3 separate regions of the Sus scrofa genome follow, and all the other regions are linked to region 1. A link is a contact called in public Hi-C and HiChIP or PLAC-seq data. All regions are on one chromosome and are shown on one strand. The core of a region is the stretch at or near the end of the contact, and the rest is flanking DNA. Distances in the headings are between cores, read along the strand shown.

Evidence for each region. A called contact is a pair of places that touch in the nucleus more often than the background predicts. HiChIP or PLAC-seq counts read pairs in DNA pulled down with a chosen protein or histone mark.
Region 2: a contact with region 1 is called in a Hi-C map of liver, with 3 times the contacts expected there. The contact joins the promoter of KSR1 here to the enhancer-like site in region 1. A contact is called at or near these places in 3 of 5 promoter capture datasets (fetal liver, fetal skeletal muscle and liver), 26 of 47 Hi-C or Micro-C datasets (adipose tissue, alveolar macrophages, blood and 14 more) and 2 of 2 datasets of contacts at active chromatin or transcription factors (alveolar macrophages and skeletal muscle).
Region 3: a contact with region 1 is called in an H3K27ac HiChIP or PLAC-seq map of skeletal muscle. The contact joins the promoter of WSB1 here to the enhancer-like site in region 1. A contact is called at or near these places in 9 of 47 Hi-C or Micro-C datasets (adipocytes, adipose tissue, alveolar macrophages and 6 more) and 2 of 2 datasets of contacts at active chromatin or transcription factors (alveolar macrophages and skeletal muscle).

What each region holds. Positions count from the first base shown.
Region 1 is chr12:43,809,274-43,813,428 of Sscrofa11.1, reverse strand. No RefSeq gene overlaps it. Among named protein-coding and RNA genes, the nearest start is that of NF1, 57 kb to the right of the region's middle. Within about 2 kb of position 2,273, at least 25 of the 83 cell types and tissues checked have an H3K27ac peak or open chromatin away from gene starts, as enhancers often do. A contact at or near this core is called in adipose tissue, alveolar macrophages, fetal liver and 5 more, where this site is marked.
Region 2 is chr12:43,925,467-43,929,621 of Sscrofa11.1, reverse strand. KSR1 (kinase suppressor of Ras 1) reads right to left here and starts at 2,400. Exons shown (of 19, transcript XM_021067472.1): 1 at 1,696-2,400.
Region 3 is chr12:43,882,777-43,886,931 of Sscrofa11.1, reverse strand. WSB1 (WD repeat and SOCS box-containing protein 1) reads right to left here and starts at 1,817. Exons shown (of 9, transcript XM_021067462.1): 1 at 1,459-1,817. The coding sequence starts at 1,498.

The DNA of each region.
Region 1 (4,155 bases), core at 1,024-3,523:
CTGCTGTTACATCCTCGGTTCAGTTGGGAAAACCCCTGACAGCTGTCTCTGCAGTCCCCCAACTCATCACCAACTTGAAACTAGTTGTTTAATAATCCTACACCCACTCGGAACAATGGCTGTTTTAGAACATTATTTCTCTCGGAACTTCCATAGGCTACAGGTGTGGCCCTAAAAAGGAAAAAAAAAAAGAAGAAGAATAAAAGAATATTATTTCTTTAATATGAAGATCTGGGTTGTTCCTGGCATGGTTCAGTTGTTAACAAACCCAACTAGGATCCATGAGGTTGCAGGTTCCCTCGCTCAGTGGGTTAAGGATCCGGAGTTGCTGTGGCTGTGGTGTAGGCCATCAGCTACAGCTCTGATTAGACCGCTAGCCTGGGAAGCTCCATATGCCACGGATGCAGCCCTAGAAAAGAAAAAAAAAAAAAAAAAAAAAGAAGAAGAAGGTCTGAATCCAAAGTTAGGATAAAGAGATTTCTGGGTCTTTAGAGAAGTAATGACAAATCTATCAGTCAGGGTTTCCAGAGAAACAAAACTAATAGGATGTGTGCATACAGGCAGACCTCAGAGATATTGGGGGTTCAATTCCAGGCCACTGAAATAAAGCAAACATTGCAATAAAGTGAGTCAAATGAGTTGTTGGCTTTCCCAGCGCATGTAAGTTATGTTTACTCTGTGTATCAAGTGTGCAATAGCATTATGTCTTTTAAAAACGATGCAGCTAACTTTATTTATTTATTTAGCCTTCTAGGGCCACACCTATGGCATATGGAAGGAAGTTCCCAAGCTAGGGGTCAAATCACCACAGCTCACCGCAACACCAGATCCTTAACCCACTGAGGGAGGCCAGGGATTGAACCTGCGTCCTCATGGATACTAGTTGGGTCCGTAACCACTGAACCATGCCAGGAACTTCCTAGGTACCTTAATTTTAAAAAAATTTTTTTTGTTTGTTTTGTTTTGCTTTTTATTGAAATAGAGTTAATTGACAATATTTTCGATGTACAGCAAAGTGATTTAGTTATACATATATATTCCAGCGTTTCATCATGTTTTTGCCGATGGAGGGTCTTGCCGGGATGTTGTTGGCTGTTGACTGATCAGGGTGGTGGCTGCTGAGGGTTAGAGTGGCTGTAGCGATGTCTTGAAATAAGGCAACAATGATGTTCTGTGTATCAATCGACTCTTCCTTTGAGGAATGATTTCTCTGTAACATGCAATGCTGTTTGATAGCATTTTATCCACTGTAGAATTTCTTTCAGAATTGGAGTCAGTCTTCTCACACCCTGCCACTGCTTTATCCACGAAGTTTATGTAACATTCTAAATCCTTTGTGGTCAATTTCAACAATCTTCACAGCATCTTCACCAGGAATAGATTCCATTCTCAGATACCACTTCCCTTGCACCCAGCTGCAGGGCCGCACGCTCATTATTCCTTTTGGAACATGTTGCTGCAAACCTTCAATTTGTAAAAAGTGCAATATCTGCAGGGCACCATAGAGCGAAGAGCAATAAAATGAGGTTTGCTGGTGCAGGGAGAGAGGGATTCGTTTTGAGGAACTGGCTCACGTGATTGTGGAGGCTGGTGAGTCCAAAATCTGCAGGGTAGGCAGGAGACTGGAGACCCCGGGGGCGGGGGAAGGGGGGGGTGGTTGCAGCTTAAGCCCCGTGTGGTTGGCTGGCAGAATTCCCTTTTCTTCAGGGGAAATTGGTCTGTTTTCTATCGAGGGCTTTGAATGATTGGCTGAGGCTCACCCACATCTTGGTAATCTGCTTCACTAGAAGTCTAGTACTTTAAATATTAATCTCATCTAGAAAATGCCTTCACAGAAACATGGAGAAATAGTGTTTGACCAATATCTGGGTACCGTGACCTAGCCAAGCTGACACATGAAATTGACCATCACACATGAGTCTCAGAAAAAGGTGAGGAAGGTTTAAATGAATGTATACCCAGCTATAGCCACAGTGTGACCTTGGACAGGCCCTTGCCCTTTGAGGTCTGAGTTCCCTTATTTGTAGGATGAAGGAAATTTTGTTTGTTTGTATGTTTTCACAGAAGTCTGAGCATTATTTAATTATCTTTAATAACCTTTAAAAATCAGCTCGTAAATGCATTTTAGGTAGTTTCACTTCTGCACCTGCTGTGGTGACGTTTGTTCCGATACCATCCCCCCCAAGGAAGTGGTTCCCCAGGGGAGCAAGGCCTGAGAAAGGAAGGGACAGCCCTCTTCTGCCTGTCCCACAACTCTGTGACAGGCACACAGCTGGCCTGGCCTGAGACAGGGCAGGAAGAGGCCACAGGGCTGAGTGCAGGGGCAAAGTGCCAGGGTCCCGAGTGGCCTGGCCTCCAGCCACCTGCACTTGTGTCTGTTGTTGGTTTTGTCATTAAAAAAATTAAGCAACAATTCCTGGTGGGGACCAGGTATCGTACTGTCTTCTGTTAACTGCTTGAGTTGGGTGATCTCTAAGGGTTTGGGAGTAAAATAGGAAGATAAGTATAAGAATTGAATTTATCCCTTCCCAGGTCCTCCTGGAGAATTTCCCATAGAGTTTAAAATGGTGAGAGGAGTTCCCATTCGTGGCACAGCCGAAACGAATCCGACTAGGAACCATGAGGTTTCGGGTTCCATCCCTGGCCTCACTTAGTGGGTGAAGGATCCGGCGTTGCCGTGAGCTGTGGTGTAGGTCGCAGACGAGGCTTGGATCTGGTGTTGCTGTGGCTGTGGTGTAGGCTGGCAGCTGTAGCTCTGGTTCTCGACCCCTAGCCTGGGAACCTCCATATGCCTCGAGGGCGGCCCTAAAAAGCACAAACGCAGAAAAAAATGGTGAGAACTTCCATCAGGCGTGGAGACCAGGAAGGGAGCTCTTTACGGGTTTCCTACCCAGCACCCATCTCCAGCTTACTAGCAGCATTCCGGTGTTCCTTCAGGTTCCCCTCTCCCTTACATTGTCATGTGCTTCCAGAGGGCTGACCTCATGCTCAGCACCAGCTGTAGGCCTGCTTGGCTTAAGGGGACTTCTATCTTCCTGCCATTTTTTAAAATTTAATTTTTATTTTATATTGGAATATAGTGGATTCAGCTACACATATACACATATCCATCCTTTTTCAGATTCTTTCCCCATATAGGTCATTACAGATTATTGAGTAGAGTTCCTTGAGTTGTACAATAGGTCTTTGTTGATTATTTTATATGTAGTAGTATGTGTATGTTAATCCCAAACTCCTAATTTATCACCCCCCCCCCCCACACACACACACGACTGCCACATTTCCCATTTGGTAACCATGAGTTTATTTTCTGTCTGTGAGTCTCTTTCTGTTTTGTAAATAAATTCATTTGTATCATTTTAAATTATTTATTTATTTATTTTTGTCTTTTTGCCTTTTCTAGAGCCGCTCCCGCAGCATATGGAGGTTCCCAGGCTAGGGGTCTAATCGGAGCTGTAGCTGCCAGCCTACGCCAGAGCCACAACATCAAAGGATCCGAGCTGTGTCTGCAACCTATACCACAGCTCAAGGCAATGCCAGATCCTTAACCCACTGAGTAAGGCCAGGGATCAAACCTGCAACCTCATGGTTCCCAGTCAGATTTGTTAACCACTGCACCACGACAGGAACTCCCATGTATCATTTTTTAAAGACTCCGCATATTAGTGATATCATACGATATTTGTCTTTCTCTGTCTGACTTCATTTAGTATGATCATCTCTAGGTCCATCCATGTTGCAGCAAATGGTGTTACTTTATTCTTTTCATGACTGAGTAGTATTCCACTGTATATATGCACTGCATCCTCTTTATTGATTCCTCTGTCAGTGGAACATTTAGGTTGTTTCCATATCTTGGCTATTACAAATAGTGCTGCAAAGTACTTTGGGGTGCATGTATCTCTTTGAATTATGGTTTTCTCCAGGTATACACCTAGGAGTGGGATTGCTAAATCATATGCTAACTCTATTTTTAGTTTGTTTTTGTTTTTTTTTTGTCTTTTTTTTTTTTTTGCTATTTCTTTGGGGCCGCTCCCACAGCATATGGAGGTTCCCAGGCTAGGGGTTGAATCAGAGCTGTAGCCACCGGCCTACGCCAGAGCCACAGCAATGCGGGATCCGAGCCGTGTCTGCAACCTACACCACAGCTCACAG
Region 2 (4,155 bases), core at 1,151-3,650, 120 kb before region 1:
GCTGTGGTGTAGGTTGCAGACGCGGCTCGGATCCTGCGTTGCTGTGGCTCTGGCGTAGGCCGGTGGCTACAGCTTGATTCGACCCCTAGCCTGGGAACCTCCATATGCCGCGGGAGCGGCCCAAGAAATAGCAACAACAACAACAACAACAAAAGGCAAAAAGACAAAAGACAAAAAAAATAAAAAAATAAAAATGCTGACTTTTCAAAAAACCAAATCTTCAATGTCCATGGGAGATATGAAGCCACCACACTGTCATAAAGCCACCATAGATTAACTGTGCTGATGCGCCTTCTGGTACATTCATGAAATTGTCCACTCCTGGGATTCCAATCCCCCATATCACCTTTTCCCCTTGCCCTACCCTTGAACTTAGGTTCTTCAAAAGTCTTTTCTTAGGACGACTTCTTCCCAAGAAGCCCTAGTGCAAAGAGACCCTCACGAATATTCCCCTCCAGAATGACAACTGGTGCAGCTACTACAGAAAACAGTATGAAGATTCCTTAAAAAACTAAAAATAGCGTCACCATATGATCCAGCATCCTACTCCTGGACATATATCCAGATAAAACTATAATTCAAAAAGATTCATGCACCCCTATGTACACAGCAGCATCGTTTACAGCAGCCAAGATATGGAAACAACCTAAATGTCCATCAACAGAGGAAGAGATATGACGATGTGGTGTGTATATACAATGGAATACTACCAGCCATTAAAAAGAATGAAATAATGCTATTTGCAGCAACGTGGATGGACCTCGAGAGTCTCGTACTAAGTCAGAAAAAGACAAATGCCATACGATATCGATTATATTGGAATCTTTTTTTTCCATTGTACCCACAGTATATGGGATTCCTCGGCTAGAGATGGAATCAGAGTCACAGCTGTGACCTATATCACACCTATACCAGATCCTTAACCCATTATGCCACAACCGGAATCCCTACAGAATCTAAAATATGATACACACACAAAAATGACACAAATGAACTTATCCACGAAACAGAAACAGACTCACAGACATAGAGAACAGATTTGTGGTTGCCGAGGGGAAGGAGGGGTAGAGAGGGGGAAATTGGGAAGTTGGGACTAGCAGATGCGAACTATTATATATAGAATGGATAAATGACAACGCCCTACTACACAGCACAGAGAACTACACTGAATATCCTGTGATAAACCATAATGGAAAAGAACGTGAAAAAGAATATATACACATATAACTCGATCACTTTGCTGTACAGCAAAAATGAATACAGCATCGTAAATAAACTATATCTCAATAAAATAAATTACAAAAAAGAAAAAAATCTTCCCCTTTAATCCTTCAGGCCTGCTCTGACAGGCCTAGATCCTAGAGTAAAATCAGCCTAGGCAATAGTAATGGCTAAAATTCACTCATTCATTCATTCATTCAATTCATTCAACAAGTATTTCCTGGGTTCCTAGTTTTCACCAGACAGTTTTCTAGATGTTAGAGATACAGCAGTGCCCAAAGAAAGACAACAGACAGAATCTCTGCCTTCATGGAGCCCAAATTCTGGAAGAGTCTCTAGTGCTTATCAGACGCCAAGCTCTGCTATAAGCATCTTCTGAGTCCGAACTCATTTAATCCTCACAATAACTCTGTACGTTATTATACACCCAGTTTACAGGTGAGGAAATTGAGGCAACAAGATAAGGTACCTTACCTGGTAATAATAATGACCATCATTTCCTGCGTCCTTTCGCCACGTCAGCCGTGGGGGGAAGGGGAGGTATTTTACTGGAATGAGTCTCCCTGCCTCCTGGGAGCCTGGAGGGAAAGCAGAGGAGAGAGGCACCCATCCAGAGGGGCCGGCACTGGGCGCAGAGGGACACCTCCTTGCAAAGCCAGTCAGCTGGGTGCTCAGTCCACGCTGGGGCTGGGTCACCACCCAGTAACTTCAGGCTCCACCTGGGAAGCAAGTGGAGCCCTCAGCTTCTGTAGCTTCCAGGGGGTGACACTGTTTCAGGGCCCAGAAATGATCCGAATCTGGGAAATATTATTGTCTGCAAACCTTGTACTGGAAACATCACGGGGGAGCAGGTTGGCAGCGAGGAGGGAAAAATTAATACCTGCGTGTCTGCAGGGAAAATCACGGGCCTGGGGGGCCCAGAGTGCTGAGTTCCAGTCCCGCGCCTCTCAGGATGGGCTGCTCTGCCTTGTCAAAACACACCCCTCTCCCAGGTCCGGATTTCCCCATCTGTGACCGTTCGGGGTCTGATTTCGGGCAGAGGGTAGGCAAGAGCAAGGTCAGAGGTCTTGTTCTGCTTCCCCTGCTCCTCATCAGCCAGGGAAGGGGGTCCCGGGGGTGGGGGTGGAGGGCGGCCAGGGAAGCGGGCTCCGGCTCTGCTCGCGCGTCCGGGGAAGGCGGGCTCGGCCGCCCCCTGCCGGCCGGGAAGCTCCCAGCGGCCCGAGATCCAGGTCTGCTGAGCTGGGCACTGGATTATGTCACTCGGGAGAAAGGAAATGAGTCATCACCCCCCGGGGGCCTTAGGGCGGCCGGGCCAGTGAGGAGTCGCGGCCACAGGAACCCGGGACAATGGCGGGAAGTGAGAGGAATGTGGGCCTGGCTGCAGCAGCGCGGGCCCCCTCCGTGACCCCTGACCCCAACCCAGCAGAAAGCCTCACACTCCGGGGGGGATAGCTGGGGGCGGGAGGGCAGTTGGAGGCAGCCGGGTGGGGTGGCTGGAGGACGATGGGGTAAAGCCATATGGGGGCGCCCCAACCTGAAGAACCGGCAGGTCATCTTTCCATCGGCCTAGCCCGGCCCCCTAGTGGCTCCCCATTGTCCCTGGAATAGTGCTCAAACTTGACGGAAGATCAGAATAATCCCATGGGCTGGTTAAAACCCAGATCTCCAGGCCCCCCACCAGAGTAGGTCAGGGCTGGGGCAACAGCAGTGCATTTTTAACAAACTCCTAGTAGCTGATGCTGAGGCAGGAGTCCTGGGACCACGACCCAAGCCACTTAGCTGGCCTATTGTTCTGTGTGTCCAGCCTCACCTCTCTCCACTTCCTACCTCCTGCACACATGCTCTAGCAAGACTCAACTACTTGCTCTTTGCTATTTCTTTCTTCTGTGTGTTTACACTGGCTGTTTCCTTTGATGGAAATACCTTCCCCTCATTTCACTGCTGCCCAAACTGGCTGACTTCTACCAACACTTAAAAATCTCCTCCATGATGTACATCAAAGGGCACAAATAACAGAGTGAAGAGGCCGCCCACAGGTCAGGAGAAAATACTTGCAAACTCTACACGATAAGGGGTCGCTATCCAGAATATATAAAGAACTCCTATGAACCAACAACCAAAAAACACGCCACAGGATTTTTAAACGGGCAAAGGATTTGAATAGACATTTCTCCAAAGAAGATCCAGGAATGGCCCATAAGCCCAAGAAAACATACCCGATATCGCTAATCTTTAAAGAAATGCAAATCAAAACCGCAATGAGATACCACTTCACCCATTAGGATAGCTATTATGGAACACCAAGTCATCTGAAGTGTTGAAAAGGATGTGGAGAAACTGGAACACTTGTGCACTGTTGGCGGGGACGCAAAATGGTGTGGCTGCTGTCAAAAACAGTATATGGTGGTTGCTCAAAATGAGGAATATGATCCAGTGATTCTATTTCTGCATATATACCAGAAAGAATTGAAAGCAGATACTTGAAGAGATATTTGTACTCCCATGTTCATAGCAGCTTTATTCACAGCAGCTAAAAGGCAGAAGAAATCCAAGTATCGATTGACTGAAAGGATAACAAAATGTGGAGTATAAATACAATGGAATATTATTTAGACTTAAAAAGGAAGGAAATTCTGCAGTTCCCACTGTGGCGGATCCAGCCTTGCAGCAGCTGTGGCATAGGTCACAGCTGCAGTTTGGATTTGATCCCTGGCCTGGGAACTTTCACATGCTTAGGGTGCTGCCCCCCCCCAAAAAAAAGGAAGGAAATTCTGACACATAATACAACATAGACGAACCTTGAAGACATGAAGCTAAGTGAAATAAGCCAGTCACCAAAGGACAAAAATGATAAGTTTCCACTCATAGGAGGTACCGAGGCAGTCAAATTTTAGAGGCAAAAGAATTGCCAGGGGCAGAGTGGGGAAGGGGAGG
Region 3 (4,155 bases), core at 568-3,067, 74 kb before region 1:
TTGCTGCTGTGAGCTGTGGTGTAGGTCACAGACAAGGCTGGGATCTGGCATGGCTGTGGCATAGGCTGGCAGCTGTAGCTCCAGTTTGACTCCTAGCCTGGGAACTTCCATATGCTGCAGGTGTGGCCCTAAAAAGCAAAAAAGCCAAACAAAAAACAACCCAGGGTTAAAGCCCCCTCCTAACTTGCCATCCAACTGTATCCCTAAGAGGACAAAAGTCCAGAATTCTAAGATAGCTGTCTCTAAATATAAGAATTTACCAACATACAGTATAGGGGGCCTTTTAGCTATTGTTTCTCCCTTTCTCTGGAAATACCTCCTGCCAGTGTTTAATAAAGGCATACATTTAGTTGAAGAATAAGGAAATGCAAAGGCTCTCAGCTCAGTAGCTACCTCCAATTTTCATTTATTTAACAGCGGTAATTTCAGTGCTGGGCTTTGAGAAAGGGTGGGGAGATGCTAAATCTATTTTAATAAAAACTGCATATATTTAAATAAGGTGTATAACTTGACTTGCTAAGTTTAAATGTTTAGTAACACATCAATCAATGATTAGCACCCCCAACTTCCCCCAAAGTTGTTCCAGTTATTTCACCTTGTGAGAGGACTTAAAAAAATGTGAGGTGTTTTCCACTGAGCCACTGGGTACGTCCTGACACAGGACCGCCAACATCTATCAGCCGGTTTTCAGCTCGGCAGGGCTGGCCGCTAAGCGTTTCTAGACAGCCTTTTCAAGAGTTTGCTCCTCCGTAGATGAGCTTTTCTTCGGTCACTCCACCCAACCACCCTGCTCCTCCCAACTCTTAAGTGCACGAAAGATAACTGAGACTCCTCCCCTGAGCCGCCTGCTGCCTTTCTTAACGCCACACCAATTAAAAAAAAAAAAAAAAAATATATATATATATTGCTTTTTCCAGGCTGAAGGCAGCTCTTCGGCTGCACTTCCCCTTATAGTGATTGGTATACACGAAGACCCATCCTTTCATAACAGCTCAGAACACACAAGTGTACTTTTCCCCACTGGAAACTTGTAAGCGTCCCGAAGACTTACCCAGCCCGCTCCGGCCCACTCCAGGCCCCAACCCCCGAGCCAAGAGAATCCCTGCAGAACAGCCCTGCGCAGACCTCCGATGAGACAGCTAGGATCCCCACGAGTGTGTATCCATCCCGGGCCACATGATCACTACAGCCCTCCACTCGGCGCCCAGAATCTCTTTGCCTCTAAGATCCGCGCACTGCCTTCCGCCGTGCCCGGCGCACAGTAGGCGCGGCATCAAGGCTGAACCCATTTACCCTCAACGACACCCACTCACAGGGCCGCTTCTTCCCTCTGCGCTCTAAGGCTTGGCTCAGGCTCACTCCACTTCCTCAGACTCAGAGCCTCCTCGGGAGAGTCCCTGCCTCTCCTAAACTCCCGCGGGCTCACCGGCACCCCTCGCCCATCGTCCCATTCCTCACCGATCTCTTTCTCGTTGACCCTCGGGGGAAAGCTGGCCATCTATGGGGTACCGTCCGATTCCGGGGAAGCGATGCGGACGCAACGACAGAGAAGGGAAGGTTGAGCGCCGAGGGGCGTGACGCGGTCTGGGTCCCTCCCGGTCCCAGGGACGGAGGGGAGGGGCGGGGCGGTCGCGGCGGCTTCTGCCGACTGCCCCGGGAAAGCTCCGGAGGCCTCGGACCAAACTACGGCGTGAAACACAAACAATAGCCCCTGCTCCCTGCCTCACGCCCACGGAGTCAGACACTTCCCTCTACGCCGCGGACAGCAAACGAGACACTGGAGACAAAATGGCGGTCGGCGCGGTTAATATCAGGGATGCGGGGCGGGGTCTGGTGACGTAAAAGCGCTATGCCCCGCCTCCCGACGTTCGGGACGTGACGGCCAAGGCTTGGTGCCCCGCCCTCCCGCCGGGTGCTCTAGGGCGTTGTCCTGGGGACTGGACCTGGGAGCCGGAAGAGGGCGGGGGCGGTAGAGGAGGGGTGCGACCCCAGTCCAGGCCCAAACGCCGGGCTGGAGCCTACTGACTGCTTTTAACTGCGTCTCTTTTTTCGGCCGGGGGCCCAGCATGGTGTTTATAACTTGAAGCGCCTTTAAAAAGGCAAATAGAGAATTGTGTAATACACGTTAGCCCACAGTGTAAAGATTGCGTGGCATTTAAGCTGACTGAACTGAAAAGAACAAAAAAAGGCATTCCAGACTTCAATTCTATTTGGCCTCTTCCCCGGCCCTCAAATGGCAGGGAACTGGGGGTGGCACTGTTGAAAACAATGAGATGACATCGCTCTGTACCACATGTCCGGCCGTGAGCGTTCTTATGAGAGCTAGCAGATTTTTGGAAGGGCCGAAGTGACCCGGCTTGAGGAAGGGGGAGACCTGGGCTGGATGGTGTCCTGCCCCACCACAAGGCCTCCTGGGGCTGCCTTCGTCCTGGCTAATCCCTGCAGCCGGCCTGCCCGGAGGCTGCAGCGAGGCTGGCGGTCGGCTGTGTCCTGACCACTAGCCGAGGCAGATCCCACCGTGTCTGCTTAGAAGCGGCCCATTCTGCAAGGCTGCTTTCCAAGGTCTAGGCCTCTGGGAGGCAGCTAGCTATTTACACTGCAGTGCTGATAAATGTGTGTGTATCTGCCAAAAGCCAAGTTGGTTCCATTCAAAGACGATATCTTTGCATTTTAATGGGTTCTTCTGTGGGCATTAAACCTAGTTCCAAAGGAAGACGTCTAAGGCTGGGAATTTCAAATATGCAACAGACACCAATGGGAGAGGAGTTGTGCCTAGCCAGACTCTTTCGAGAGATCTCAAATGACAGCACCTACAGCATGACTTCTTCATCTTTTTCTTTGCATAAGGATAAGTCTTCCAATAGTGAAATATTTAATAACAGGTACAAGAAATCATCCCCCTCTCCTTTTTTTTTTGTCACATACAGTCAACATATTTATTGATGGCTTACTTTGTGCCATACACTGAGGCTAGTTGTCAAATATCTAGAGTAGAACAAAAGAAAATAGTGCAGTCTAGTATCTTCAATAGCAACATTTCTATCAGTCCCTGTTGATTCTTTAAACCAACTGCTATTTCCTCTCTTCACATGTACTGTATCTACTGTTACAAAGTCATGGGAAATACCAGTTCTTTAAGTGCCTGCATTGTTTTGGTGGCTTTTTCATACAATTGTTTAATTCCATTGTAATTTATTACTGCTAGCCAACAGACTTCCAGACCATTTCTCAACTGGCAAAGTATGACAATGGAATGAAAAATAATTTTAATGATTTATGTACTCATTAGTGATACTGTCTAATATTTATTGGGTCAGGTACTGTGCCATATAAGGGCTTCTGTGGATTAACCCATTTAATATCCACGCCAGTATGAGTAGTGTATTCATTACTCATGTTTTACAGACAATTAGTAACTTTAAAGTAGTCACAGAGTTGCTGAGTGACAAGGTGTTTGATTTCAACCCAAGCTTGTTTGACTGCCCTGTCCCACTTCCAAGCTGCCTTGTCTCTCAGAAATGAAGCCTAGCTTGAGAAGCAAATATATACCTAGCACTTCACATCCGTGTTTGCTGTGTTAATATCAAACCTGTATATCCCATAAAGTTGAGATTCTCTGTCGTTTTCCACAACTTTTTTCTTTTCCTCGCTCTCCCTAGGTTATGACAACCTCTCTTTGGGGTTTAACTACCAGCTTTATGTGAAGACTCTCAAGTCCAGAACTGACTTCTTTCTTGAGCTTCAAGTTTGCATGTTCAAATACTTATAATAAAGCTGAACATGTCAAGACTGAAAACATCATCTTCTCTCTGAAAGCTGCTCTGTCTTTTATAGTCCTTACCTTAGTGATCGCGTCCATCCAGTCACCCAAGCCAGAAACTGGAGTGTTTTCATTTTATTTTTTTTTTTAGATTTTTGTCTTTTTAGGCCTACACCTGCAGCATATGGAGGTTCCCAGGCTAGGGGTCCAATTGGAGCTGTAGCTGCCGACCATGGCCACAGCAAGGCGGGATCTGAGCCGCGTCTGCGACCTATACCACAGCTCACAGCAAGGCCAGATCCTTAACCCACTGAGTGAGGCCAGGGATCAAATCTGAGTCCTCATGGACTCAAATTCTTTTCCGATGAGCCACAATGGGAACTCTGCTGGAGTGT